Regions from separate parts of the Mus musculus genome. Here region 2 is linked to region 1. A link is a contact called in public Hi-C data. All regions are on one chromosome and are shown on one strand. Each heading gives the region's core, a stretch centred on a gene start, on an enhancer-like site or on the middle of the called end of the contact. The rest is flanking DNA. Distances are from core to core; before and after follow the strand shown.

Evidence for each region. Hi-C and Micro-C count contacts between places; a contact is called where the count stands out from the background.
Region 2: a contact with region 1 is called in a Hi-C map of cortical neurons, with 3 times the contacts expected there. The contact joins two enhancer-like sites. A contact is called at or near these places in 2 of 484 Hi-C or Micro-C datasets (both in cortical neurons) and 1 of 115 datasets of contacts at active chromatin or transcription factors (neural progenitor cells).

Annotation. Positions count from the first base shown.
Region 1 is chr3:137,017,704-137,024,106 of GRCm38.p6, reverse strand. No RefSeq gene overlaps it. Among named protein-coding and RNA genes, the nearest start is that of Gm26107, 47 kb to the left of the region's middle. Within about 2 kb of position 3,941, at least 8 of the 459 cell types and tissues checked have an H3K27ac peak or open chromatin away from gene starts, as enhancers often do. A contact at or near this core is called in cortical neurons, where this site is marked.
Region 2 is chr3:137,413,585-137,420,589 of GRCm38.p6, reverse strand. Emcn (endomucin) reads right to left here. Exons shown (of 12, transcript NM_001163522.1): 6 at 3,780-3,869; 7 at 3,491-3,544; 8 at 1,499-1,594. Among named protein-coding and RNA genes, the nearest start is that of Gm38650, 47 kb to the right of the region's middle. Within about 2 kb of position 4,894, at least 35 of the 459 cell types and tissues checked have an H3K27ac peak or open chromatin away from gene starts, as enhancers often do. A contact at or near this core is called in cortical neurons, where this site is marked.

The sequences.
Region 1 (6,403 bases), core at 2,692-5,191:
ATTGATACATTTGTATTCCCAACAATATACTCAAACTTTGTTCTAGGATGTAGTTAAATCACTTGGAAATAATGTGACCCTTCCCAGCCTTGCCTTTAAGCTTACTTAAGCTGCAGAAGACAGAGTTTTGGAGCAAGGCTCTTAAGGATCAAAGCAACTCACACATTTCTGAAGCTTGAACATACCTCAGAGGTACTGATTGTTTTACACATTTTGTCCCCCTCCTGACACAGATCTCCTGGGCTGCAGTTTTCTGTGTACATGTCTTTCTGTTGACACTGTGGTTAAGAAATCCAGCTGGCTCTCTGAATTCCTCTTCCACCTGTCCTGTGCAGGGAGATTGCTGGCTCTTCCTGAGGTCCCCTCACTGGTCTGTGACCTGGAAGCCTAATCTTACTATAAAGTACAACCAGTGGGTTCCTTCAATTGCTTCTGGTCACTCAGTAATCTCTTTCCTGTGATAGCTGATGTGCAGTATCTGAACATCAGTTTTCTGGATCATTTTTAGAGTTTAGAGTCCTATCAGATGTGGGGCTGAGTCTGTTTCTCTGGAGTCTATTTCTGGCACTTTGATTTAGGATTTTTTCCAGTGCTGTAAAACTGATATTTGAATCCGGTTTCTTCAAGATCCATTTGGACTCATCTAGAAAAATTAAGCTGGTGGGAAAGATATGGATTTACCTCCTTCCTATGTTCAGAATTTTACATGGAAATGTGCAAGCATACTCTAGTAAATGTGCTAAAGAATATGAATATTCAAAACAAAACCCTCCAGGTATGTGTTTAGTGTCTGTGTGGTCAAAGTTCAGAGTTAATCATAAAAGGCATAATTTATATGAATTTTTAAAAAGGCCTGACCTTTTATTTCTTGATTGATCTGAATTATCTTAACCAATATAAAAATTCAGGTGAGTGAAAGGTGACCCACCTGAAAATGGACCCATTAAAACCTAGTGATTTTTCTAACATGCAACATGCAGACACTGAAGGGTTAGGGAAAAGACATGGTTCTTATGCATAGTACAGTGTTCTTTCTAGTCTCATGTGCTTATTATACAACTGCAAACTGATTGTGAACCTGGATAGCATTGGGTACCCAGAGGCAGAGGCAGAGGCAGAGGCAGAGGCAGAGGCAGAGGCAGAGGCAGAGGCAGAGGCAGAGGCAGAGGCAGAGGCAGAGGCAGAGGCAGAGGCAGAGGCAGAGGCAGAGGCAGAGGCAGAGGCAGAGGCAGAGGCAGAGGCAGAGGCAGAGGCAGAGGCAAACATCCTCAGATATCAGCCTATTAAGAAGCAAAGCTAGAAGAAAAGGAGTAAGACAACAGGCTTGAAGGAACAAGAGGAAGCAAGATGTCAGTTTTCCTCCCCATGAACATAGGAAAATAATTTATGCCAACAAAAATGTCAGAGAGATCGAAAGTACCCATCATTTGGAGACAGTCAAAATAGCTTTAGAAACCAACCCTTCTTTTTTCCCCTCCTCCTCCTTCTCTCTCTCTCCTTTTTTTGTTTTACTATAAATGTCAATATCAGATATTTAAAAAGTGAAAGGACAAGGTTCTGTATCTGTTAGTACTTCTGAGAGTTAACATTTCTTTTCATATTCACTGAAAGGACCCTGGAGTTTATTGAAACATGTCTTTCTTTGTGAATTAAAATTCAGTTCTTTGTGTCATGACTGTTCGTGTTGTTCACGCCTCATGGTTCACCTGTGCTTTGCCATTCAGGTATGAAAATGTCACTTCTATCTGTATTCATTTGAAAACCTCAGACAGAGGAAATAAAATATGCACAGCAAAGAATAGGACTCTATACTGCCCTTTGGATATTGTGAGACTGTTTACCATCATCTATTGGAAATTTTGTTTTCAAACTATGATTCTTTTTTTTCCTGATCAAAAACTCTCTGTGGCAAAAGACAGTGATAATGGTGGCTAATCTCATCTCTACTCAGGAAGCCCAGAAAATGATGTCACTCTTGGACAATTTTTGATTGCACACTGGGGTTTCTCAACAGAAAAATGTCACAGAAACTTCACATAAAGAAATCCTGTATTAATTGCTTTCTTTTGAATATTTTTAAAATATCTGGATAGTGGTAAATTAAGATAAAAGAAAAAATTATTCATGTATGAAGCTCATATGCATAATGCATTGGCAAGGAGATTTTTGTTATGGTTGATAAAAATTAATCAGTCAAGACAATGTAGAGTAAGTCAGCATAAATCTTCCACACACAGTTGCTTATGGCAAACATCTCACAGATAGGGGGGATAGCATATATCTGACTGTTTCTAAACTGCCCCAATAAATCTTTGATTAAGAGAACCATATCACAATAGTTAACTAATGACATGTTTTTCAGAAGCATTGTAGTAAATAAATTAGGAACAGCACATCAGCTTTTCAATAGCCTGAAAGGAAAGATACTTAAATTTTAAGTGAGAAATACAAGATGTGGCAGGAATAGGAGTTGTACAATTTGCTCTTGATACTAGAGAACACACCATTAAACAAAGGGAGGAAATCATGATAAGATTTGGTCTATAGTGCTTCTAGGTCCCAAGATATGAGTCATCTAGGCCTGGGCTGAATGTCAGACTCATGTATGGTGAATGTTTATAAACTTATGGGGGAACAAGTCGATTCCAGTTCATTTCATATATTCTCCAAAAGTGGAGACTTGATTCAAAGATGACTCTCTTCCTTTCCTAGTGACCTATAAAGGAAAGTCAAAGCTCAGTAGGCACAGCTGAGCTAAGTGGAAACAACGGTCTATCCCCAGGAACAGACTGACAACTGATATACCCACCAACTCGAGCTCCTTTGTCCTTCAGACAGGCTGGCCATTTGTGTCCCTTCATGCTGGATCATGTGATGCCAAATTCAGTCCCTCCAATTATGCCCACAATTTTCAGAGAAATGTTTTATAAAGCTTTCACATACCTCTTAGCATTGGAAACATCTAGTATAGGACACTGTTTCTCACAAGACTGTCCATAAAGCCTGTCTATCCCACTTCCTGTCCTTCCCCTATCAAATTGTAGGTCCTTACACTCTCTGTTATTGCTTATTGCAATGGCTGTCACTCTTGAATAGCTTCTAGGAGCTGAGCTATGCTCAAGAGTTGTTTGTTTGTTTGTTTGTTTGTTTGTAATCTCATCATTGTTAAGCCATCTGCAGCAGGTCTTTGAGCCATTTAACCTCAGGTATGATGAACCTGTTCTCCACAAAAAGCTCAGTGCTCCTCAATGATTACAATTATTTATTTGTTCAAAGTCCAAAAGAAAAGAAACAGTGAAACACAAAATCTTAGCAACCATTCTTCATGTTTATGCTACTTTCTTAGCATATAACTGCCTTAATAAACAAATGGGGTGTGTGTTTTTTGAAGACTAGCTACAAAAGAATTTGAATAAACAGCCATAATGATAAAACAATAAATAGTTTATATTGCATGGTTTGCCTGCAGAACAAGAAGGAAAATAACATTACTTGCATATTATATTTACAGTGATTCTATATATCTTTGAAATCAAGATAGCATATCTCCTCTTTTCTCCATAGCATTGCATTTAATTAAATTTCTTTCTTTTTTTCTAAATGGACTGAGTCACTTGGCTCTGCTGTGTATATTTCAGGCTCCATGCATAAATTCTTTACCAGATTTCCATTTGGGGAGGATTAACCATTTTGCAATCTAATTTCCTTCCAGCATTATGTCTCTGGTTCTTTGTCAATATTCAGGAGGAAAGAAAAATACTTGAAATCTCCAAGGGTCTAGTTCTTTCTATACAAATGAACTCTTGGGTTAATCTCTGTGATTACTTTCTCTCCAGGCCTCGGAGACTTTGCATATGGACAATTTCTTCTCAAATAAACGCAGATTGAGCATTATCATCCCCCAAGTGTTCTGCTTCGATTATGCAGGGCTTGTGCCAGATTTCATCAGACAAATTCAAGTCTCTAGGCAGAGTTGTGGTCCAAGGGATTTTTGTCTTGGATGAGAATCTGGACTAATGATTTCAAACTCCAGTCTTGTTGCTTTTGAGAGCCTTGGCAATTAGTGTTGAACTTCCCTTAGCCTTCACATGATGGCTCTAGGATGTAGACTGGTGAAATTAAAATGATTTCATCACAAAATCTGGACCAGAACTCCTGAGACAAATCTCCAATCATCTTTTTATGTAACACCACAGCTCCATATGTGTGACTAATTTCATTTAAAAATTAAATCACTCTTTTAAATCCACTGATGTATACAAATTTAACAAATATCCCTATATTTAAACAGTACTAAAATACATTTGGGGACGATTAACCATTATTCACACATCTAAAGTAAGAATGAGTCTAGAAAACTATGATGTCTAGGTGGATGTCAGTAATGGCATAAATATGATTACCTGCTTGTACACAATCATCTTTCATAGTCAAGAAGTAAAAATGAATGACTACAACCTCTCATCCTACCTATAAAATCCCTTGAAGAACTTTGGGAATATTTACCCATGCTCAAATACTGAGGTTGGCAAAGGGCACATCTGGGCCTAGAAGAAAAATTTGCCAAATAATAGTGAAGCTTTACTGTGCTGCTGGTCTTGCTTAGCCAGAAAAGGGAAAGATCATTGGAAGTCACAAGCATCAAAAACCAGATTTGTGGCTAGTGAGATGGTTCAGCTGGTAAAGGAATTTGCTACCAAGCCTGCGGATCTGAGCTCCATCCCTGAAACCTACATCTCACAAGGTAGAAGAAGAGAATTGACTCACAGCATGCACACACACACACACACACACACACACACACACACACACCAGAAAAGCAAGCTGCAATTAACAATGTAAACAACCAAATCAAAAATTTATAAAAAGTAGAATCTGTTAAGCTTAGGAATATCTTAACCAATATGTGTAGCTTGAAGATCTTACTTTATATACATACCAAGTAGCAAATATTCAGAGTATCAATAAAAATGAATCCTAAAGCCTGGTTTAATTTTTTGCAGGTTTTTCATTGATAATGATACATAAAAATGATATATTTTACAATAAATGGCAATTTGGATTTAATTACATAAAAAGTATACTTAGTTTTGTTTTGGGTGCATTGAAAAATATTTACAATCTTTAGGAAATTTTATTATTTACAATAATTTGCTAAATTATACTACAGAAATATATAGAACATAACCCCAAACTTAATTTGATCCTTGTATCATATATATAGTATCCAGCTGAGAGTTTGTGAGGGCTAGTTTTGTCATGTGGAAATGTGGGAAATAAGTGATCACAAGCTTTGGGTTGGACTTGAGTAGGATGAAATCCTGACTGAAAGACAAGTAAATTATTTTCATCAACCAGGTCAACCCAATTGTTTCCAAGATGACATACTGAATACAATTATTATATACCATGTACATGTGGTACAGTGTGTGTGTGTGTGTGTGTGTGTGTGTGTGTGTGTGTGTGTGTGTGTGTTTTCTCCAGAGCATGGAAGGAAGGAAGGAAGAAAGGAAGGAAGGAAGGAAGGAAGGAAGGAAGGAAGGAAGGAAGGAAGAAGGAGAGAAGAGAGAAAGGAAGAAAGGAAGGAGGGCTCGAGCCAAATATCTCAGCAGAGATATGATGGTGTGAGAAAAGCTGTGCCATTACACCATTTGTCCTTCCAGAAGGGACATCCTCTTGTAAGTCCTACAATGGTACAAGATGTGCTAGTAGAAGCCAAGGATGACAGATATTACAATTAATCACTTCAGGAGGAAAAAAACAGAGTGCTGCAGAGATGAGCAGGTCATAATTGAAGACAGGAGTCAGAAAGATGTGTTGCATGTTCAGAGAACAGGCAAAGGTTCTTACTGGGGACCAGTAGAGACCAGAAAGAGAAAGTGAAATGGGATTAGATTATGGTGATGCTTCAAAGCCAATCCTCTGAGAACACTAGATTGAAGACTGAAAATGGGGACTTTTACTATAACTAAGAATGATTGTTTGAATTCTAAGTGAATCCCCTAAACCGAAACTTGTCTGAAAAAATATGACACTTGTGTTAGCATAGGCAGGTGCTACAGAAGAAAGAACAAGCAGTTCTGACCTATTTGAACTTAATTGGGTAGACAAGAAAAAACCATACTCAACTTTGCTTCTGAGACTGTCATGGTAATAAGAATAGTTAGGAGAAAGGTGTATGACAGTATTAGGGCAGAGAAGTGTTGAAGGAGAAGGCCATTGACTTTTAAACAATCATCAAGATGTGCTCATGAGCATCTGACAAAGAGTGGCAAAGAATGAAAAATCATTCTTCACTGATGAGGTCATGCTTCAGTTCTAGGTAACTAAGAAATCATAGAGTCACTGATGGGGACTCCAAGGAAGCAGTAGTAATACATGATAATAGTGAGAGGAAGACAGA
Region 2 (7,005 bases), core at 3,645-6,144, 400 kb before region 1:
GGAAAGCCCACTGTTTTTGTTTGTTTGTTTGTTTGTTTATTTTTTTCTTATTTCCCACCCAGAGCTTGAATGAATGCCTCTGTGTTGCTCCTTTAACTTCTCTTTTGCTGCCACAATCCTGTCTGTGAGATGCACAGTCAGTGGCTGGCCTAAACCACATTCATTAGTGTCCTGGGGTAAGAAAGTAAGAGTGCAGCTTATACGCTGTATAAAAATAAACACCTTTTACCTTCTTACTAGCTTAAGAGGCTCAGGTAGAATTTTGTTAGTGAAATAGAATGAAAATTAAGGGAATATGGCCATTTTAAAACAGAATAAAGTCTACTGCTATATATCTAGCAAAAGGCAAGGTGAAGTTTTTGTGGTTTAACCCGGGACAATGATTGATGGGCTTCCAGGCAAAGCAGGCACAGAACAGAGTAAAAATTCTACTGCACCATGAAGCTGTCACCCAATTTTGTCAACCAAAAAAGGTTAAAAGTATGATGTGTTCTGCTTAATGAAGTGCTGTGTCATCAAAAGGTACAATAGATTATTGTAGGTGGAATCCTATAGGGTAAGTTGCAAATGTGTTCTAAAAGCCAAGGGGTGGGTGGGGTTGATGTTCCAGGAAAAGGACAAGTATGGATAAATGTATGAAGACTTGAACTTCACAGCAAGTCCAGGGCAGAGGTCTGGAAATGGGCAGATGAACTGGAGTAACATGGCAGAGCTAAGCAAGCAGAGGCAGGCGTGGCCAAAGCATCAAGTCAAAAGACAGCATAACCCTTGGACTTGAGAAACAACTAAAGAAAGAAAGAAAGAAAGAAGGAATATGAATAAAATAGAGAATTTTGTTTAGAATAATTCATTAACATTGGTTCTTTTGCTCCAACAAATCTACTGTCCTAAGCTAAGCTGATTATGAGAACATGATGCTGTCGTTATTGTTGTAGTAGATGATAATGGTGGTGATGTTGATGGGGATGATAGATAAGGAATATGAGGAAATATCTTATCTTTATAACTTATTCGCTTTAAAATAATAATTTGATCTACTCTAGAATAGAAAGTTTATTTAAAGAAAGGATAAAGTACAGAACACTGCCATGGAAGATAGCTATGTTGGAAAGACACTGAGCCTCTTAAGGACAGGAAGGGGTCCCGAAGCCTGATTCTTGAGATGACGGACTTCTAAGCTAAATTTCCATACACCTTTGCTTGCTCTGACCATGCATCCTATTGTACCCGGCATTTGAAGCATGTACCTATGACTATCTTCACCATTGGAGGTGTTTCGCTAGCATGAATTGCTTATCTATATTTGCTCTACTAACAAACCTTAAACACTGCTTCTGCCAACAGTGTGGAGAGACTTTCTCCACCTGGTCCCCCGTTCTTTGTCTGTCTTCACTATAACACTTCTCCTTCTGACAGTTGAAGGTCACAGTCGCACTAAGCAACCACCCATTCTACTTTTGGGGGAAAAAATGAAATGAAACAAAAGGCCAGTCCTTACCTGGGTCTCTCTTCCAGCATATTCGATACAAACCCACCAGAGTAAATACCAAGAGTGTTATAACAACCAGCGCGATAACCACAGGCAAAATGATACCTGAAAAGTATTGGGCACATTGTTAGCTCGAGTAGTGCTGATTCCATACAAAGAGACCACACCAGATAGGACACGTGTGCTTTCCCCTTGAAACAACATCCTATCAAACCACTAGTATATTTCAGGCAATGATGAATCTGATTTATGGGTTTGCTCTGCTTGTCATTTCTGACATATCCACTTGATGTCACCCTTGTAACCTTTCTTAAACAAACTACCAAACCTCAGAGAGATGGCTTTCCTTCTTCCTGGAGGCTTGGGGAATAAGGAAAGAGGAGACTAGAGGCAACTGTTCTCTTTATTATATATATTTTTGTATTTTATAATAAAATTACTTGAAAAAAAGATGCAGATTACTGGATGGTTCTAATTCTAAGGCTGAGACTTGTGAATATCTTTTCAACATGTTGCCTTAAAAATAGAAAATTGTGAAAAAACATAAATAGATGAATCAAATAGCATTTTAGAAAGTCTAACAACATAGCTCAAAATAGTTAGGTATGCACACATGTCCATGTGTTTTAAGGGTGTGTTGCTGTTGTGAATTAGAGGAAGGTTTCCCTGTTTTCATTAACAAGAGAGTTTTTGTTTTGTTTTGTTTTTGTTTTGCTTTGAGTTTACAGTGATAGTCGTTTGCAAGGGTAAAAGTTTAGTGATTGTAGCAAAGGATCAGTGTGTGGGGAATTAGTCAGGTATCCCATCTACTTGCATTCTTGCCTCTTACCTATTTATCAAGGGGCAATGATATTTCAACTTATTGTTAGGGTAGGTTACACTTCATTATCACCATAGGAAGAACAACATCAACACCCAGACCCCCCAGAGCTCCCAGGAACTAAACCACCAACCAAAGAGTATACATGGAGGGACCCATGGCTCCAGCTGCATATATAGCAAAGGATGGCCTTATTTGGCATCAATGGGAGGAGAGGTCCTTGGTCCTGTGAAGGCTCCATGCCCCAGCTCAGTGGAATGCTAGGGTGGTGAGGTGGGAGTGGGTGGGTGGGTGGAGGAACACCTTATAGAAGCAGTGGGTAAGGAGGATGGATGGGGGTTTGTGGAGGGGAAACCAGGAAGGGAAGGGAGATAACATTTGAAATGTTAATAAATAAAATAACCAACTTTTAAACAAGGAAAAAAGAAACAAGACAAAGAAAGAGTCAATGGTTAAGCACACTTTAAGATGGATTTTGTGTGACATTATTAGTATTTCAAAATAAAAATGGCATTAATCAACGAGTCAGTTCTTTCTGTGATATATCATTCAATGAAATGGTTTTACTGAAACAAAAATAATCACATGGAATTCCAGCTCCACATACATTCACTTCGCTGTTAATTAATTACTAAGGAAACTATAACTATTTGAATATTCTTTAGTCAATCTTAGCACATCTGTAAGGTGTTATATTGCTTATATATGTTTATGTTAAAATAAAATTAATTACAATCAATAAGATAAAACTCCATCAAGGTTAAAAAGGCATTTTTAATAAGTTATTTGCTTTAAGAATATTTAATTGACAAATGATGAATATGTTGAAGGCATTTGGCATGGTGATTTAAATAAAACGTTACTAGTGTGGAGATTGGAGATTTTGCCTTAGCTGAATACACTTCCATTAAGCTATATTTTTGTCTTTTCTGGTAATTTCTTACTGTAGGACAAAAGTGGAAAAGAAAAACAAAAGAAAAAAGAGAAAGAAAATGGCCATGGTGTGGTAACTAAGATCAGGCTTATGAAGAATTCTTCAATCAGGCTGTAGTTTGGGTTATAATGGAGTTACATGCTGAGTAACATTGAAAACAGGTTATCCGCAGCTCCATCCCTCCACTGTTGTCATTTGCATACTCTGCACGTCTACTTCCATGAACGGAGATACACATGTTACTCACTGGAATAGGAGGGGGTGGTTGATGGAGTGGTTGCAATCTTCCTATCCTCAGTATCTGTTATTTTGAGAAAGAAAACAACTCAGTCACCTTTGATAGATACGTTAATCCACATAACTCTCCCTCTACTCCCATTTAAGGAAATATTCATGATTTATAGTTATGATGTTGCAAATGCAAATTTTTTCCTCACCCTGCAAGAGTATGTTTCACAAATGAAGATGGATTGTGCTTATTTCACAAAGAACAGTAATGTAGAAGAACTTTCCATTTAGATACACAGAAATCATACCTTGAAGCAGTGACATGGTGTGTGCAGTTGTTAGAGATGCAGAGGATGTTGCAGTGATTTTCGGCAAGGCATCCAGTAGTTGAGTAGTAACTATAGGAAAATCACAAAGCCAGGCTCAGTTTAGGTATTGAGTCTTCATATTGGATTTCTTCGTAGCTTTAGACAGTCTGCATTTTTAAAGATCTGGGAAAACACTTTATTTCTGTATAAGAGAATCATTTCTCCTGGAACCATGACAGACTTTGGCATCACATGAACTGGATATCAGTACTGCATTATCCAGATAACTGGCCAAGAAAATTTGAGCAAGTCTCGTACTCTAGTCCCCAGCTCTTAAAACCAAAAGCACGAGGTTCTTGTGAGATGTAAATCTCTGATAAGCACTAGCCACCTTTCAGGTATTTTTAATGTTGGGAAATGTTATTTAGCCCATCTCACACTATCACACATGCTTAAAATAGGTATAAATGCAGAAAGCTTCTGGTTTTATGACATTTGTCAATGGCTAAAGATAGAACATTACTATGTAGCCTTTGATAAGAAGTCCGGGAGAAATGATAGAGGCTCCTTGATTTTCTTCTATAAGACTCTACAGCTACATGAACATCTTCCATTGAACATGACTGCTAGATTGTATCCTTGACCACGATCTTTTTTCCTTTAAGGAATATATCCTTTCCATATTTAATCAGAGGACTAAATAGATTATTATTATTAAAAATTATTAAAAATTTAACTATAGGACAACATCGTTTAATATATGTAACATCATGTACTGCATCTCACTATCATACTCCTGTATCATAGCTGCTACTTCATCCTTCTACAAAGCTCCCAGAGTGCAAAGGGCCTAACTCTCTCCATCCCTCCCACCAGGTCCTGCCTCAGCCAGAGTGCACTAAACAAGGCTAACCGCTTTCTTGCACTGACACATCCACTTTGCTTAGAACCCCGTAGAGGTGTTGAGACCCTGCATAATGGCACCAGGGAGATTGATATTTCTAGGGCTGCCATGGCTCCTTTCTCCTCTGCCACCCACAGCATAGCACACGCTGCATGCTCTGTGGGGGCAGAATCATGTTGGGAGTCGACACTCTGCTTGCCAGGCAAGAGATCTGTGGGAGGGAGCTGGATACATGCCCATAGGAACAAAGAGAAATGTCAGGCTAGTGCACAAAGCAAGGGGTGGGGGGAGAGGAAAAAAAGGAAAAGAAAGAAAAAAATTAAGTAAAAGAGCAGGAGCCAGCAGAGAGCTCCATACTGTTAGTTGTGGTTGCCTGTGTCCAGGGCTGCCTGGAGGTGAATAGTCTTTTAGGTGTTTTGGTAGAGGACAAGAGGGCTTGCTGTGTAACCAATGGCTGTTGGATTTGGAACAGCTAGTTTTCAAGACTCCACAGCCTCCCTCATTCCATCCTCATTTTCAGGCCAAGGGCTGATTTAGGACAATTTCTGATTCAAAGGATACCACCCCAAGCTTTCCATATGAAAATGAATTTGATTGTCCAGGGTCTTAAGTGAATGGTAAACACAGATGAAGCAGAAACTTGCAAGTTTCTATTTTAGATTTTTTTCCTGTAACTGGAATTCTTAAGAAGTCTTTTCTGAATTGAACACACACACACACACACATTTCTGTGACTATAACAGGAGTCACAGTATGATCTGATGATCATCATTTATTGTGTTAAAAATGTGCTACTCCAAAATTCTACCAAAATTCCACTGTCAGAGAAGGACCAAGTGAAGAATAATGGAGTAGTTAGGAATATGGTTCTGAAAGCTGAGTGCCAGAGCTAAATTCTAGTTGCAAAACTCACTTCCTGTGGAGACTTGGCAAGTGATTTAACCTCTTTCTGTCTGATTTTCTTACATGTAAATGGGGTTATAATAGTTTTACATTATACTGTTGCTATAAAGATTAAGTTAGAGTAAATTTAAATAGACCAGGAGAATAAATGACCCTAGCATAGTTATTTTAAATTACATAACATTATTTAATATATGCTGTATGATATTGTTATAATGTCCTTTAGGAAGGTGAACTTTCCAACTAAAGAGAGTTTGTCTAATTTCCTAAAAAATTCAGAGTATAGCCATGTGAAACTGACATGTCAGACATTTCTATGTTTCAGGTGTATTTTTCTCAAGTCAGAAGTGGGAGAAGCTGGAACTCATGTTGCCCTTAGATCATACATGTTTGCACTGGGTCCTGATTTTTGTGATTGTGTTGGTTATTGATCTATAGAGGCATTGTGCCAAAATTTAAATGCAATTTATTAACTTCAGGTCAAAATTTACATCAAGCTATGTGAAGCAAGTGCTCTTAGAGCCAAACCTATTGCACTGAAATGTGTTCATGTTTTCCCTACATGTGCTGAGCAGGGCCACTTTTCAACTTTGTAGACAAGGTTTCACTATATAGCCCTGACTATCCTGGACTTATTAGGTAGAGGTGGCTAAAAATCTCTTGTCCCTCCAGAGTGCAGGGGTCAAAGGCATGCAGCACCATGTACACATTTTTTCCTGTAAGCTTCATAAGTTGTTGGGGACTTTACTAACAGAAGACTTTAATTATGTTGTAAGAAATCTAAGTTTGACTTGAGAATGGTCTTCCAAGGACTGAAGTTGTAGAAATGTAGGTGGCTGTGATTTCCCCAAGCCTGATGAAAGCCTTGTAGGTAATAGTGCCCACCACTTCCTGAGCACCTCAAATACCTTCCAAGATTCTTTTGGGTTGTATGATTCCTTGATGACCATTTTAAAACTTCCTGAGCATGAATGCCAATCAAGGAGGCTTGTGCCCAGCTCCCCTCTCCTGCCCTCTCTTCACATCAGACTTACCTTTCTGTCTGATGGCGGCCTCTCCAGCCTTTCACTACCTCCTATGTTCATGTGTTTATTATTATTTTTATACATGCATATGAATATATAAATATAAACTATTGAGTCCATTTGGTGTTACTTGTATGGGTAAGTTTTTAGTGTTGTCCACTTGGTATTAAATAACAAGTACAGGTGCTGATGCTGACATTGGCATGCTGATGTTGAACATCCTGACACTCAAGGAAAGGATGCTGGGGTTCCTTCATCAGAAATGAAATGGTTGAGTAGAAAAGCAGCTAGAACACACTAAGTTCAGATGATGAACGCTATGCACACAGTTGGTATAGCTGTGTTAGCTGAGGGGAATATGATGGTGGGAATCCTTGAACTTTCTTCCAGCTTT